Linked DNA regions of Mus musculus: all the other regions are linked to region 3. The links are chromatin contacts, called in public promoter capture Hi-C maps. All regions are on one chromosome and are shown on one strand. The core of a region is the stretch at or near the end of the contact, and the rest is flanking DNA. Distances in the headings are between cores, read along the strand shown.

The links. Promoter capture Hi-C pulls out the DNA fragments that hold promoters and counts their contacts.
Region 1: a promoter capture Hi-C map of liver shows a contact between it and region 3, with 2.3 times the contacts expected there. A contact is called at or near these places in 7 of 39 promoter capture datasets (the HPC-7 cell line, embryonic stem cells, erythroid cells and 4 more), 5 of 484 Hi-C or Micro-C datasets (the G1E-ER4 cell line, cerebellum and embryonic stem cells), 2 of 130 datasets of targeted methods (embryonic stem cells and pancreatic cancer cells) and 1 of 9 other capture datasets (adipose tissue).
Region 2: a promoter capture Hi-C map of liver shows a contact between it and region 3, with 4 times the contacts expected there. A contact is called at or near these places in 2 of 39 promoter capture datasets (liver and stem cell-derived epiblast-like cells), 1 of 130 datasets of targeted methods (pancreatic cancer cells) and 1 of 9 other capture datasets (pancreatic islet).

The regions. Positions count from the first base shown.
Region 1 is chr19:6,333,672-6,336,379 of GRCm38.p6, reverse strand. It overlaps Men1 (multiple endocrine neoplasia 1), which reads right to left and starts at 1,367. Exons shown (of 10, transcript NM_001168489.1): 1 at 1,298-1,367; 2 at 475-935. The coding sequence starts at 919.
Region 2 is chr19:5,049,565-5,052,282 of GRCm38.p6, reverse strand. It overlaps Rin1 (Ras and Rab interactor 1), which reads right to left and starts at 1,468. Exons shown (of 10, transcript NM_001374051.1): 1 at 1,342-1,468; 2 at 1,029-1,209; 3 at 815-929; 4 at 653-725; 5 at 451-542; 6 at 1-307. The coding sequence starts at 1,424. Brms1 (breast cancer metastasis-suppressor 1) reads right to left here. Exons shown (of 10, transcript NM_134155.3): 10 at 2,371-2,718.
Region 3 is chr19:5,770,118-5,772,903 of GRCm38.p6, reverse strand. Scyl1 (SCY1-like 1 (S. cerevisiae)) reads left to right here and starts at 1,485. Exons shown (of 17, transcript NM_023912.3): 1 at 1,485-1,684; 2 at 2,041-2,181; 3 at 2,352-2,701. The coding sequence starts at 1,574.

The sequences.
Region 1 (2,708 bases), core at 118-2,617, 560 kb before region 3:
TTTTTTCCTCAAAGCTCACAAGAGGCCTCAGATGCTTGCTCAGTACATTGCACGGAGAGCTGAAGCACTTTGTCCTTAGTCAAGCCCGTGCTTCCTTTCAAAATATTTTCAAAGGTATAATCTTAATTGTCTCAAATGTACCCACCCATTTGTCCTACCTCCCCAGTCTGCTACCACCTTCTTTCCCCATATGTTGGGCTGCCAGATCCCTCTGGCTATTCAATGGCAGGGCTGGGACTGTTGAAAGACTGGGGAGTAAAAGCTGGCACCAAATGACCAGGTTCCAGTCTCAGCCCTGTCATTCTGACATTCCCCTCTTCAGAATTCTCTTTCCACAACTGCGAAGGAGAAATAATACCTGCCCCACCACACAAGGTTTACAAGTCTCAAAAGGGCTATAAGCCATATTGTTCAGACATGAGAAGAGGTAAGACAACACTCATTTGCTCTCCTGACCACCTGTCTGACTCCAACCTGTGATGAAGCTGAAGAGGGACTGGATGTGGGCCCGGTCCTTGAAGTAGGAGCGGCTGAGGCTGTTCCATATGACATCCGAGACCTTTTTTACCAGTTCGCGACTAGAAACACCTCCCTCTCGAGGATAGAGGGAGAGGTCCACAGCGCCGCGGATCTGAGCGGTGAATCGGGCATAGAGGGCAGCAATGATGGATAGGTCGGCCACCGGGAAGTAGGTGAGGCCACCAGGAGGGTCGGGTGCGGGGCTGGGCTGGAAGGTGAGCTCCGGCACGTTGGTGGGGATGACACGGTTGACAGCCAGGAAATGCTCCACGAAGCCCAGGACCAAGGACAGGAGCACCAGGTCAGGCTCCTCTCGGCCCAGCTCTGCAGCAAACAGGCGCACCACGTCGTCGATAGAGCGCAGAGGGAACAGCGTCTTCTGGGCGGCCTTCAGCCCCATGGCGGCGGGCGGTGGCCTGCGGGCGAGCCGAGGGAGGGAGGGTCGGGCTCGGCGAGAGAGCCCCCTCCCAGGCTCGGCTAAGGCTCTACCCTCCGCCACAATTCTGCTTCGCCAGCCGCTTCGTCCTGTGCTCACGGGCGGCGGCTCGGTTTCTGAGACCCTTCAACCAAGGCTATATAGGGCCTTCTAGTTCCTTACAATTCCGGGACCCCCAGCCCCGATGAGGCTGCTCCCAAAGACCTATTGGGGACCCTCAAAGGCCGCCCCTCCAGTCCCTACAATCTCTACCCGGCCCTCTGGAGCCTGTCCAGAAGGCAAACCCAAACCAGCCTCCCACAAGTCCCAAGGAGAGTCCCGGCTTCGGTCCCCCGCGCCCACCTCCGCGCTTACATCCCACACAAGGCACCGCGGCGCCCGCCGCCTGAAGCCTGCTGGGAAATGAAGTCCCGCGCCTCCTATGGCCGCACTGCCTGCTGGGAAATGGGGAGTCCTTGCTCACCCGGCCCTCTCTAAATCTGAAAATGACAGCCAAACCCGCAATGGCTTATGGAAGAAGTAGTCCTGCTGCTCCAGGGCGGGTAAGCTGAGCTCCTCAACGATTGGTCATCTAGGATCACGCCAGAAGAAGTTCCTCCGTGACTTCTGGGAGATTGTAGTCCTAGGATTAAACTCAGGCGCAGTAGCGCCCCTGCAGTGTGTATTATGGCCAGTTTAAGATGTGAGGGAAACTGTTGCTCTAAAACACTACAAGGAGGCTGGAGACCTGGTTCAGCTGTTCAGAGCACTTGTTGCTTTTGCAAAGGACCTGGGATCAAGTTTAGGTCCCCACACCCACATTGTGGCTCACCATCTGTAACTCCACTTCCAGAGGACCCATGCTTTTCTCTGACCTCCACCAAGCTTGACTTGGTGCACACACATAAAAAGGCAGACGAAACATCCACACCTAAAAAGAATGCAAGGCTGAACACAGTACGGCGGAGGCAGAAGGATTTTGGTGAGCTCAAGGCAAGACTGGTCTATGATCCAATACCAGTCCTTGAAATTAGAGGCAAGGAACTCAGGGTGGACTTCAGAGATGACTCAGAGTTAAGAGCCCTGGCGGCTCTGGCTCAGGACCCTGCGTTCCCAGTATGTACATGTTTGCTCACAACTGGGTCTTTAGCCCCACTTTAGGAGGTCCAATGTTCTCTGCTGTCCTCTGCAGGCTCCAAGCAGGCACCTTATGCACACACATAGGTAAAATAAAATTAAGGAAAGAAAAGAAAAAAAAAATCAGGAAGTTCAAGGTCAGTTTTACCTTAGACAGGATCTTGCTTTTTAGTTCAGACTGGCCACAGACTCACAATATTCCTGCCTCAGCCTCCACCATGCTGGGATTATAGATGTTCACCACCAGTCCACATGGCACCACCCCTCCCACAAGGCTTCATGACCTCATCTTAATTCACGAAGTCTGTAATGACCCTGTTTCCAAAACGAAGTCTTTTTGTCTGAGACCAAGACCTCAATAGATGAAGCTGAGGAGATGATGTAGCAGCTGAGAGCCTTTTGTTGTACCAGTAGGAGGACCTGAGTTCAAATACCCAGAATTCACTTATACGTTTGGAATCCTAGCATTATAGGGCATGGATGGGGAATGGGGTCAGTGTGGGGGTTAAAGGGAGGAGGGTCTTGGGACTTCCTGCCTAACGACCTAGCTGCAGGTTCAGAGAGAGAGCCTGTGTAAAGGGAAGAAGACAGAGAGAGTCATAAAGAAGGATATGTGATCTTTCTGTTTTCCACATCT
Region 2 (2,718 bases), core at 219-2,718, 720 kb after region 3:
TGTCGAGGGGGCAGTCTTTCCGTTTGGCTGGAAGATGTCCCTGGAAGCACCGGGACTGGGGGAGGCGGCACAGCAGGTGGAGACAGAGGGCTGGAGGTCTCGGTGGACACTCGCACTTTGAAACTCCTCTTGAATTTCTCTCGTTTGGTGGGGCCCAGATCCCCGGGGAAGAGGGGGTTGAAGAAGCAGAGGGCAGCACCAGTGCCCTGATCCAGCTCTTGAGGGGAGCGAGCCTTCAGCCGGGGTATGGGTGGGGCTTCCGAAGGCCTCTGTTGGTCCTTGGTGTTGAGTGAGGAGCTCCAGAACTCTAGCAATGAGAAACCAATGGGGGGGGGGGGTGCTCAGAGCTGGCTCTGCAGGGTGCCCACAAAGGAAAATCTTGATTGCTCTTCCTTCCCCCATTTGACCTCTGTGTGTCCATCTGTGTAACAGGCTGCAGGGTACCCTTACCCATGCCCAGATGGGAGATGGCCTCCAGCTCTTTGTGGGTGGCTGCCTGATGAATGGCTCTGGGGAGTCGGAGAGGGAGGAGAAGAATGTCCCTAAGGACAGAGCAAGGAGCAGTCAGGAGTGAGCGGGGTTCAGATGCAGAGGACAGGCAGTCCAGGGAAGCAGGCCCAGGGCTCAGCAGGTGCCCCCCAGGCAGGCTCACCTGGTACGGCAGTATCCACAGATGAGCTGCACCAGGTCCTGGAACATGAGCTCTGAGCCCTCCAAAGAGACACCTGAGAGACATTGGGAGTGAGGCTGTTCTCTGGGGACCTCCCTCCCCTGCCTGTCTTCCAGCCCCTGCCCTCCAGGCCACCCTCCTCACCGCCAGTACTCTCTTCGATATAGTGGCTGGAGACAAAAGAGGGGCCACTAGCTTCTGGCAGCCGCACACACAGAGCCTGGCACTGGCGAGTGTTAGATTTCCGCACCAGGAAGGTCTGTGAGTGAACGAGATTAGGAGGCTCTGGTCCTCCATGTCCAGGCTGGTTCCCTCCCATCCTTGGCGGGCTAGGCCTTGAGGAAAGGGAGAGACTCACCCCCGGAGGCTCTGTCCTCAGCACGTGCAGCGCGGCTGCAGCGTTGGCCCGCAGCTGTAACCACACAGGCCGGGTGATCAGCAGCCGCTCCCGAAGGCTCACAGTACGTGCTGGCTGTTGGGACCCGCCTGCCTGTACCCCTCTGGTATCAGGTGTGTCATACAGTGGGTCTGTAGATGGCCTGGGGGCAGACACCCAGACCTGGGGTGAACACGTCTTCCCATTCTGGGCTTCCCATCTATCCTGTCCTTGCCAGCTCCTCCTAGATCTGCCCTCACCCGATGCACCTGGCTGACCCCCCAACTTTACTAACTTTTCTTTCTGTTGGTGCCCAGGTACAAAGTTCAGGTTGGTGGCTCCCAGAGGGTGTGCTCCGGTCTCACCAGGGTCTTCCATGGCTGGGAGCTCCTTCGGCTTCTCCTGGGACTCAGGAAGACAATCCAACCCCCAAGGCACAGGCGTGCACATTCCTGGCGGTGAGTAACACTTCCTGAAGGCGGTTCGCCCTGTCACACCCCGCCAGTTAACTCTTGTATGTCCACTCCATGTAGCCAGTGTCCACTTCTTCTACTCTTAGACAGTCTTGAATGGCAGAGAAGCCCTCCATGCCAGTGTCATCATCAGGCCCCGGCTAAGGGAGGACCACCCCCACACAGCACCTCCTGCAGCCTCCTCACACTAGGCAGTGGGGGAGGGAGGGGTTAGGCTGGATCAGCCAAGTTCCCATAGACCCAAGCCACACCCCTGGGTCACCTTAAGAAGTCTGTGGTCACTGGCTCATCGGCTCCAGCCTTGCAAAGGGGGGGCGGGGGGGGGGGAAGGTCAGCCTTGTGGGAGAGCACCCCCTACTGGTTGCAGATGACTCATTCCTGAACCTAACTTGGGTTTTGTGATTTCAGGTTGCTATGGAGAAAGGATGCTGTGTCTCCATGGAAACTAAGCTCTTTGCTTAACTGAGGTTCTGGGGGTGGTTCTGACACTCACTGTTAACCAGAGGGGGAGTGTGGCTGTGAGGTCGACAGCACTTGGTGCTGCTGCTAGCTGCCTCCCACACACAGGCCCTGCTAGCTAGCCTGCCTTGCCAATCTGCCGAGTGTCTGGGGCAGGTGCAGACATGACCTGGCCTCCAGGCATGTCCAAAAGTCCCTTCACCACACAAGGCCATGTGCTTCTCTGGCTTGCCTGTGCCATGCGGCGCTTCCTGCTCTGGTCCCAACTTCCTCTCCCAGGCTTTTCTCTAAGTCACAAACTACAGGGACCCCAGCAAAGTCTGTCTTAGGTGCTCCCACAAAGCCTTGATTCCCTTTTAAGATACAGCAGCCACACATCAGCCACACCAAGGTCCCAGGTTAAATTTTATTCCAGTCTTTGGAATCTGAGAGGCAGACACCAGGAATAGCCCTGAGAAAGCCTGGGAAGCCGTCCTCTCCAGCGGCAGTCAGGGTGGACAAGGCCCAACATGTCTGCTTGAGAGTTCCTCCTACAGTTGGGCCTGGCTCAGTGGCTGAGGGCCAGGGTTCAAGGTCAGGAGGACTGCTGCTGTGACTCTGGATGAGGCCTGGTCTCTCTGTGGGGGGACGCTGAAGAAGTTATTCTTTGGGAGGGAGTGGGCTGGTCAGGGATGGAGACCACAGTCTTGCTTGGCCAGGTCGGCTTCAGGGCCACAGTTGTGCAGATCCCAAGGAGAGCA
Region 3 (2,786 bases), core at 236-2,735:
CCAGGTCAACACAGTTCAAATCACTCCCAGCAACAAAATCTTTCATATTCCTACTAGGATGACCCATTAAGCCTCATTTAAAGCATTCTACTGCTTTCCAAATCCAAAGTCCCAAAATCCACATTCTTTCAAATAAAAGCATGGTCAGGCCTATCACAGCAATACCCCACTTCTGGTACCAACTTCTGTATTAGTCAGGGTTTTACTGCTGTGAACAGACACCATGACCAAGACAAGTCTTATAAAAAACAACATTTAATTGGGGCTGGCTTACAGGTTCAGAGGTTCAGTCCATTATCATCAAGGTGGGAGCATGGTAGTATCCAGGCAGGCATGGCGCAGGAGGAGCTGAGATTTCTATGTCTTCATCCAAAGGCTGCTAGTGGAAGACTGACTTCCAAGCAACTAGGGTGAGGATCTTATACCCACACCTACAATGACACACCCATTAGGTCACACCTCCAGATTGTGCCACTCCCTGGTCCAAGGATATACAAACCATCACAGAGGTATTTTCTTAATAGGAGTACACTGGGCCAACCATATACAAACTATCACAGGGTATTGGCGCTCCTAAAACTGGAGTTATAGGAGGTTGTGGGCCAACAGAGGGTGCTGAGAGACATTCTGGAAGAAAAGGTTTATTCCTGGCTTTGCCATGTTCCAACTGCCAGCTCAGCTCAGTGACTCAAACATCATTCCCAGCTTCAAGCTCCTGCAGGACTCTGGCCAGCACCCATGTCCACTTTGGACATACTTCTCTAACAACAGTTTCCCAGACCTCTCAGGACATTTGTGTCACCCCTTGCCTATCTCCACCTCAACCCCACTCTCAAGGTCTCAAGTACCTTTATTGTAGTAACTAAATTCCTCGCTGAACCCCAAATCTGCCCATTGCCTGTTGAAGGAGCGTTTGGCTTAAGAGATAACCATTGGAGTTTGGAGAGACCAGGGGTTAAGAGCACTGACTGCTTTTCCAGAGGTCCTGTGTTCAATTCCCAGCAACCACATGGCAGCTCACAACCATCTGTAATGGAATCCGATGCCCTCTTCTGTTGTGTCTGAAGCCAGCTACAGTGTAGTCATATACATAAAATAAATATATCTTAAAAAATGAGAGCAATAACCATTCTCCTCACTACTATTACTTTCCAATCATACTGCCTGCCACTAGTAGCCTTTCTTTTCTATCTCCCCATCTCTTTCCACCCCTGCCCCCCCAGGTTTAGATAGGCCCTATTGTCACGCTCACTTCCTGAACCCCTCCCCTCTTCATTCTACAACGGTTGCACTCACTACTCTCTATCACACTCAATTTTTCTATCTATACAAGGCCACAAGTTGGGAGCATTCAGATGACCATCTTGGCTCACCCTTCCGGTCACGCTCCGCCCTGCCCAGGGAGGTCTGCCTTCAGTCCAGCCTCACTCCCGCAAGGCCCCACCCTAAAGCTCCGCCCCAACTCAAACCCCGCCCATAGACCAGACTGGCTCCGCCCTCGCCCCGCCCCGCCCCGGCTCGGGCGGCCGGAGGACCCGGAGTGGAGGCTCCCGAGCCCGTGGCGGCGGCGACGATGTGGTTCTTTGCCCGGGACCCGGTCCGGGACTTCCCGTTCGAGCTGAGCCCTGAGCCCCCCGAAGGCGGGCCGCCCGGGCCCTGGATCCTGCACCGAGGCCGCAAAAAGGTGAGATACTGCGCTGCTCCGAAGGCCGCGGCCGACCTCGGCCTTTCCTACTATGTATGCCGGCTTCGCTGTGTCGCGCCGGGCCTGACGTGGCGGCGACCGAGAATCCCGGCAACGGGCTGGGGAGCGGGGCGAGCAGTGACGACGTGGCGGGCGGAAGGACCGAGGGACGGACAAGCAAACCGGACGGGGGTCACGTGGGCCTGGCTAGCTCCTTCAGGGCTGTCCTAGGGCGAGACTGGCTGGAGTCCCTTCCCTTCTGTTTTGGAGATGGGCTCGGAGCTGCTGTAGCCCAGGCAGGTTGGAGAGATCACCCGGCCCGTGCCTCTCAGGTTGCTCTGTCTGTCCTCCACCAGGCCACAGGCAGCGCAGTGTCCATCTTCGTGTATGATGTGAAACCGGGAGCTGAAGAGCAGACCCAGGTGGCCAAAGCTGCCTTCAAACGCCTCAAAACTCTCCGACACCCCAACATCCTGGCCTATATCGATGGGTTGGAGGTACCTGTCGCCCGATCTACCCATCTTACTCTCCTCAGGCCCTCACTTTGTACCCAAGTGCTTCAGTAGCTTCAGATTTGGTATCTTCTCCACTGCCTCTTTCCCTGTCACGCCCCTCATCTTCCCTTCCTCTTCTGGCACCGTGCCCTGATACCCCTTTTCTTACTCAGACAGAAAAGTGCCTCCACATCGTGACAGAGGCTGTGACCCCCCTGGGAACATACCTCAAGGCACGAGCAGAAGCAGGTGGCCTGAAGGAGCAGGAGCTGTCATGGGGGTTACACCAGATCGTGAAAGCCCTCAGCTTCCTGGTCAACGACTGCAACCTCATCCACAATAATGTCTGCATGGCCGCTGTGTTTGTGGACAGGGCTGGCGAGTGGAAACTTGGGGGTCTGGACTACATGTACTCGGCACAGGGCAACGGCGGGGGACCACCCAGCAAGGGGATCCCGGAGCTCGAGCAGTATGATCCCCCGGAGCTGGCTGACAGCAGTAGCAGAGCAGTCAGAGAGAAGTGGTGGGTGCCCGAGGTCACCGTACCTTGATCTGCCCGCACTGAGGCTCCTGGACTCTGGCGACCCCTAGACCCGCTGGGAAACCCC